Regions from separate parts of the Mus musculus genome. Here region 1 is linked to region 2. A link is a contact called in public HiChIP or PLAC-seq data. All regions are on one chromosome and are shown on one strand. Each heading gives the region's core, a stretch centred on a gene start, on an enhancer-like site or on the middle of the called end of the contact. The rest is flanking DNA. Distances are from core to core; before and after follow the strand shown. Region 1 holds the start of Kcnq3 (potassium voltage-gated channel, subfamily Q, member 3). Region 2 overlaps Efr3a (EFR3 homolog A).

Region 1 (2,700 bases), core at 56-2,555, 430 kb after region 2:
CTTTTACTTCAGCATCCATTCCAAGGAAGGGAAGCACACACATGGAACACGCACGTACACAGGCACTATGCCTATGGGCAGTGTGCACCGCTACTATCCTCAACTCTGGGATATATCATCTAAATTGAGTGGTGATTGCAAGCTATCCACCCCAAGAAGAACCGGTGCTTCTGAAAGGACCGTTTTTGTCCCACTCAACTGCTTCATTAGAAATATCATCTATTTCTTTTAAGCTTCCATGACAATATCCCAGAACATACAATAAATGCGCACTTTTGCGCACTCGCCAGTTCAAATCTCCAACTCAGCTTGAAAGCCTGCTGTCCCAGGCACCAGAAACACTCCGTCACACCGCAGAGAACCATTGGCTAAGGCCAAACTGGTGTCCCTCCATCCCCAACCCAAGCCAGAGAGCACTTCTGAGTGGCCAAAGACACAACACTATGCCAGCCCTGGCCCGAACCCTAAGGTGCACGGCCGCCAAGGGGCGCCCCGAGTGGCCAGGTACTCACACAAGCGCGTGGTAGAGCAGCGCCCAGCCCCGCGGTCTCTCCAGGGCGTCATAGATCAAAGTTTGGATGCGCCTGTACTTGGCGTTGTTCCTCTTGACTGGGCGGCTCAGGGGGGTCTTTGCCAGGAGCCCGATGCCCTGCGGGGTCCTCCTCTGCCCCTCTTCGCGGCCACCGCCCTCCAGCAGCAGGGTCCCGTCTTTGTCGGCTCCGGCCCCTAGCGCCAAGGTGACTTGCTCCACGTCTCCTGGCGCCAGCCCCACTTTCCGCTCCTCGTCGCCGGCCACCGCCGAGTCCCCTCCAGCAGGGTTAGCGGCCCCGCCGCCGCCGCCGCCCCCTTCGCCGCCGCCCCCGCCAGCCGCCCCCGCCGCCCTGCGAGCCTTGAGACCCATCTGCCTCGCCCCCACCGGGCGCTTCGCCTTCTCCGCTGCTGCTCCGGGAAGTAGGAGCACTTGGGGTACGTGGACGAGGCGGCGGCGGCGGCTGCAAGCCCGGGAACTCCAATGCCATGATCCGCGCGCCCCTCCCCGCCCACCCCCCCAAAAGCAGGCAAAGGCGGGCCTCCCGGGGGCCAGAGGAGGTCGGGTGGGGAGTCAAGGGGTCACATCCCGAGCGGGTCCTCTGTGGGACCCGGAGGGGCGCAGGAAGCCGGGGTCCACGGGGAGCCCGTTGAGGGCGCGCGAGGCTGGCGCGGTGGCGCTAGGGCGCGCGACGGCGGGAGCCTGGCACCGAAGCTCCAGGGAGGCGGCGGCGACGGCGGCACCCGGGCCGGCGAGCCCGAGACAGCATCGCAGTTTATTTACAAGCCCTGTGCCAGCCGTCCTCCCGCCCGCCCGCCTGGCACACGCGCCGCCGCCTCCTCCCTCCTCCCCTCTCCCGCCCGCGCCCAGCCCGCTGCTCTAGCCCTAGCCCCGCTGCAGCGGCAGTAGCAGCAGCAGAAGCAGGCGCGCCCGGGCGGAGCGCTCACCACCCGCAGCGTTCTCTGCTTCCCTCCCTCCTTCGCAGGGGTGGGGCTCCATCGTCCCGCCCCTTGGTTGCGGGAGGCCCAGGCGGGGCCCCGCCTCTCCCCGCCGCCCCCCTACCCAAGACAGCCTTGAGGTCCAGCATCACCAGGGCTGTGAGGCCTCTACTACTGCTTCTGCTGGGTCATGAATCCTGAGGCCGTGAAGCGGGAGCTCCCCAGACCCCGTGGGCGTTGGGGTTTCCCCTGAGCGAGAGGAGAAATTAAAAGGGAGTAGATAGAGGCTGAGGCTGCAGCTTTATGTTCAGTCTCCACCCTCCACCTCCTCTGCTTGCCTTTGCAGGTAAAAATCCAAGTTGCTCGGTTAGACATGCTCACACCTCACCCACTGGCTCGGTGATTGCAATGCTTCTTCTATTCCGGGCTCCTGGGGGCTACTGCTTCTGGTAGTTTTGGGGTAGCCCCTTGTACAAGTAGGTGGGAAGACAGCTGAGAAGCGCATGTGAACATCAGAATCAGTATCCTAATTTCTTCCTGGCTCCTAAATCCTGCTGCAGGCAAGCCAGTCATGCCCTCTGACTCCATTAGCATCCTTCAGGGAAAACACTGAAATCATGGCAGTGAGTTTGTCCTACGTACGACAGAGTACTGCTCTCCACCGAAGGTTTGAAACCCTTGAATTCATAAAACCTGAGTGACAGACAGAAGGCCAGAGCTAAAGCAAGTGTGAGCCAAATTATTCCTAGTGTGGAAACAGAATCACAGGAACCACTGGGCTCTGTCCTAGGAGTCCCCATTGAGGAGGTGACACGCCTTAAGGTGAGATTCAAGTGGCAAGGTGGGAGCAGTTATGACAATTTCAAAAAGAGCCTTCTAGACAGCGGTGTGGAGGAGAAACGTAGTTCAGGTTTGCTGACGGCAGAGGAAGCAGTCTGGTCAGTCACTGGCACCATTGGCAGAGGGCAAGTGCCTCATTACCCAACAGGCAAGTTAGGGAAGCCCTCCTCCTGCCCTGGGGTACCATGACTCCTTACCGCCCAGTCTTCCCTCATGACTGTCAGGTGGAGTAGAGAGGACAAGATAGCTGTGAGTAAAGTTGGGAATCCAGTCTTAGTCTACAGGGAAAAAGCAGGTGTCTGCCTAGGAAAGTTGGATGAGCAGGGCCAAGGAGAAGCTGAAGAGTGGGGGACATCTTAGGGTTTTACTGCTGTGAACAGACACCATTGACCA
Region 2 (2,700 bases), core at 103-2,602:
CAAATGAAGCTTGCTGAGTCCATTTATTGCTGATATGTATATGTTTTAGAGTTGGCAATATAGGAAGCTTGTCTCTGGGGAAGATTAATTCTTCCTTTCAGCAGTCTCTGATTCCCTGTAGCTCTTCATCTAGTGGCTGTGGCCTTGTGAGATTCCCTCCATCCATGTTGGCATATCAGCTGCTGTTGACTGGAATGTCAGATCCTATTTAAGATACACTATTTTCATTTACCTCCTGTCAAGGAATAGCAGGGACTGGTTTTTCCAACCAGTGTCTTTGAAATTCATTTCAGAGACCTTTCCTATGCATCCTTTTATATCCTCTGTGTTTCACGTTTGGGCGCAGGAGATGTTCTGTGGTTTCAGTCTGAATTCCCTTCCTGGTGTTTGTTATATAGGGTTTTGGATCTAGTTGAAGTGATGCTTATCAGTCCTTTCCCATGTGTTTTTTATTTATTGTGTCTTTGTATTCTGATGACATAACAGTAGTTGCTTTGGTTTCCATATAAAATTTTCTTTATAGAAAATAAATTTTGCAAATATTAAAATACCACCATGCTTCTCATCCTAATTATACCAGTCAGCTTTGTGAATTCTTCTGTGGCATAGTTTTTAAATGTTTAATAGCACTTAAGTATAGTCTCCTTCAATGTTTAAAATTGAAAGAAGGCTAAATATTATCCCAAGTATTAAGTTGAGTAACAAACACAATTTTCCAAACTGAAAATATGTTCCTATTCCCCAGTAGTTTCATTGAAAATAACAGTTTGCAGGGTCCACCTTTGCAGTTTTCCACCTGCACTCTCTGTAAATGTGTTGCCCCTACCTGTCTCCCTGGCTTCCTCTGTGTAAGGGTGTATCAGCCTGCCTGACAGACAGCAGCCAAGACAGAGTTGACAGGCATGTAATGTCGTACTTGCAGTTGAGCCTGCACATGGTACCACATATGTGATGTGCATCTTAAACTTGTTTCAAATACTGATCCTGACATACTAACATCTTGACTGCCCGACAGGGTTCCTTCATATATTTCTTTAGGCTTGTGCCTATAGTTTCTGTTTCCCAAACAGAATTTTGTTATTAAAAAGAGAATGTGATAATTTTGCCTAAAGACTCAAGAGAACATCGTTGTTTGTTAATTTCCCCCTTGTAATCAGGTGACTTCTGGATACAAAGCCAAGACAATTGTTACTGCACTGCCTGGGTCATTTCTGGATCCTCTATTGTCGCCATCCCTCATGGAAGACTATGAGCTGAGGCAGTTAGTCTTGGAAGTAATGCACAACCTAATGGATCGCCATGACAACAGAGCAAAGCTCCGCGGTATCAGGTGACTCACCAGACTGGGAGGGCTTCAGGAGAGCTTTTAGTTTTCTAGTTTTCTCTCAGTCAGTGTGTTGAAATCTGTGTGTTGGAGCAGGCGGGGGGTGGGGGGGTTGTATATTTAGTTGGTGTCAAAATGATTTATTAATTTGATGACTACGCATGGATTAAAAACTGGTTTTATTTTACTTTTGCTTTAAGCCAACAAATGCCACTATGAAGGAAGATGATGTAACTCCTGGTTAAACATGATCATCCAGTAATATCATTTCATATAAACATTTAAAATGTTTGTAGATGTGTCACCATTCAAACTTCTTAGTTCAAATACAGTTCTTCACAAAATACAGGGTATCAGAGCCAATGTGCTGTTCATTAAAAATGATTGATTATATTGTTTGTAGGATAATACCAGATGTGGCTGACTTGAAGATAAAAAGAGAGAAAATTTGTCGACAAGATACGAGCTTCATGAAAAAGGTGAGGCCACGGTGTGAAGTGTAACTGAGCACTCTAGATTATCAGGCGGGTTTGTACTAATCTGCGGCCTTAACTAAAGTTATAGCATTGGAGGAGAAGCCCTCTCCCGGCCAGCCCCAGCCTCCCACTCCCACTCCCACCACCCTTCCTCACCTGTCGAAAGTGCGTGTGCTAATTTAGGAAAAAGTGACTCGTTAGTAGGAATGCAAGTATATGTGCATTGCTATTTTATTTTAAAGCAATCCACAGTATAACAGAAGCACCTCTTGTATCCCATTTTTCTAAGTCCGTACTTGTAGTCTCCCCTCCCCCAGCCTGAAACCTGCTTGCTCAGGGGTGGAGCTTCCTGCTCATTCGTTCTGCCACGCCCACTGCTGGAACCTGCGGAGCCACACACGTGCACCTTTCTACTGGACCAGAGATTATTCGGCGGGAATCGGGTCCCCTCCCCCTTCCTTCATAACTAGTGTCGCAACAATAAAATTTGAGCCTTGATCAGAGTAACTGTCTTGGCTACATTCTTTTCTCTCGCCACCTAAACCCAGGTTGTGGTCTGCTGGCCGGACACAACACGTACTCTTTCTTAGAGGGAATCTTAGATAAGGGATATTACTATTTTTGTCAGTTTTTGTATGTTGAATGAAAAGTCATAAATTATATGTTCTTTTATATTTAATTTTTTTCAATTTAGTTGTGTTTTGATGAAATTCATCTTAAGTGTTTTGGTGACACCATACATATTATATTATATGTGGTGTAAGATGATCCAAATTATGCATTTGTTGACTGATATTTGGGTTTGTTCCTCTTAGGATACCACTAGTAATTCTGCTGCAACTATGCTTGCTCGTGCATTATGCTGTACAGTTCCGTTTCTCCATGGCGTCCCATACTGGG

Evidence for each region. HiChIP or PLAC-seq counts read pairs in DNA pulled down with a chosen protein or histone mark.
Region 1: an H3K4me3 HiChIP or PLAC-seq map of embryonic stem cells shows a contact between it and region 2, with 2.7 times the contacts expected there. The contact joins the promoter of Kcnq3 here to the enhancer-like site in region 2. A contact is called at or near these places in 3 of 39 promoter capture datasets (embryonic stem cells, hippocampal neurons and stem cell-derived epiblast-like cells), 9 of 484 Hi-C or Micro-C datasets (B cells, cerebral cortex, cortical neurons and 2 more) and 3 of 115 datasets of contacts at active chromatin or transcription factors (embryonic stem cells and forebrain).

Annotation. Positions count from the first base shown.
Region 1 is chr15:66,285,324-66,288,023 of GRCm38.p6, forward strand. It overlaps Kcnq3 (potassium voltage-gated channel, subfamily Q, member 3), which reads right to left and starts at 1,306. Exons shown (of 15, transcript NM_152923.3): 1 at 513-1,306. The coding sequence starts at 901. All of the region lies in intron 1 of Gm27242 (a long non-coding RNA gene), which reads left to right.
Region 2 is chr15:65,851,804-65,854,503 of GRCm38.p6, forward strand. Efr3a (EFR3 homolog A) reads left to right here. Exons shown (of 23, transcript NM_133766.4): 13 at 1,158-1,330; 14 at 1,728-1,803. Among named protein-coding and RNA genes, the nearest start is that of Oc90, 59 kb to the right of the region's middle. Within about 2 kb of position 1,353, at least 38 of the 459 cell types and tissues checked have an H3K27ac peak or open chromatin away from gene starts, as enhancers often do. A contact at or near this core is called in embryonic stem cells and stem cell-derived epiblast-like cells, where this site is marked.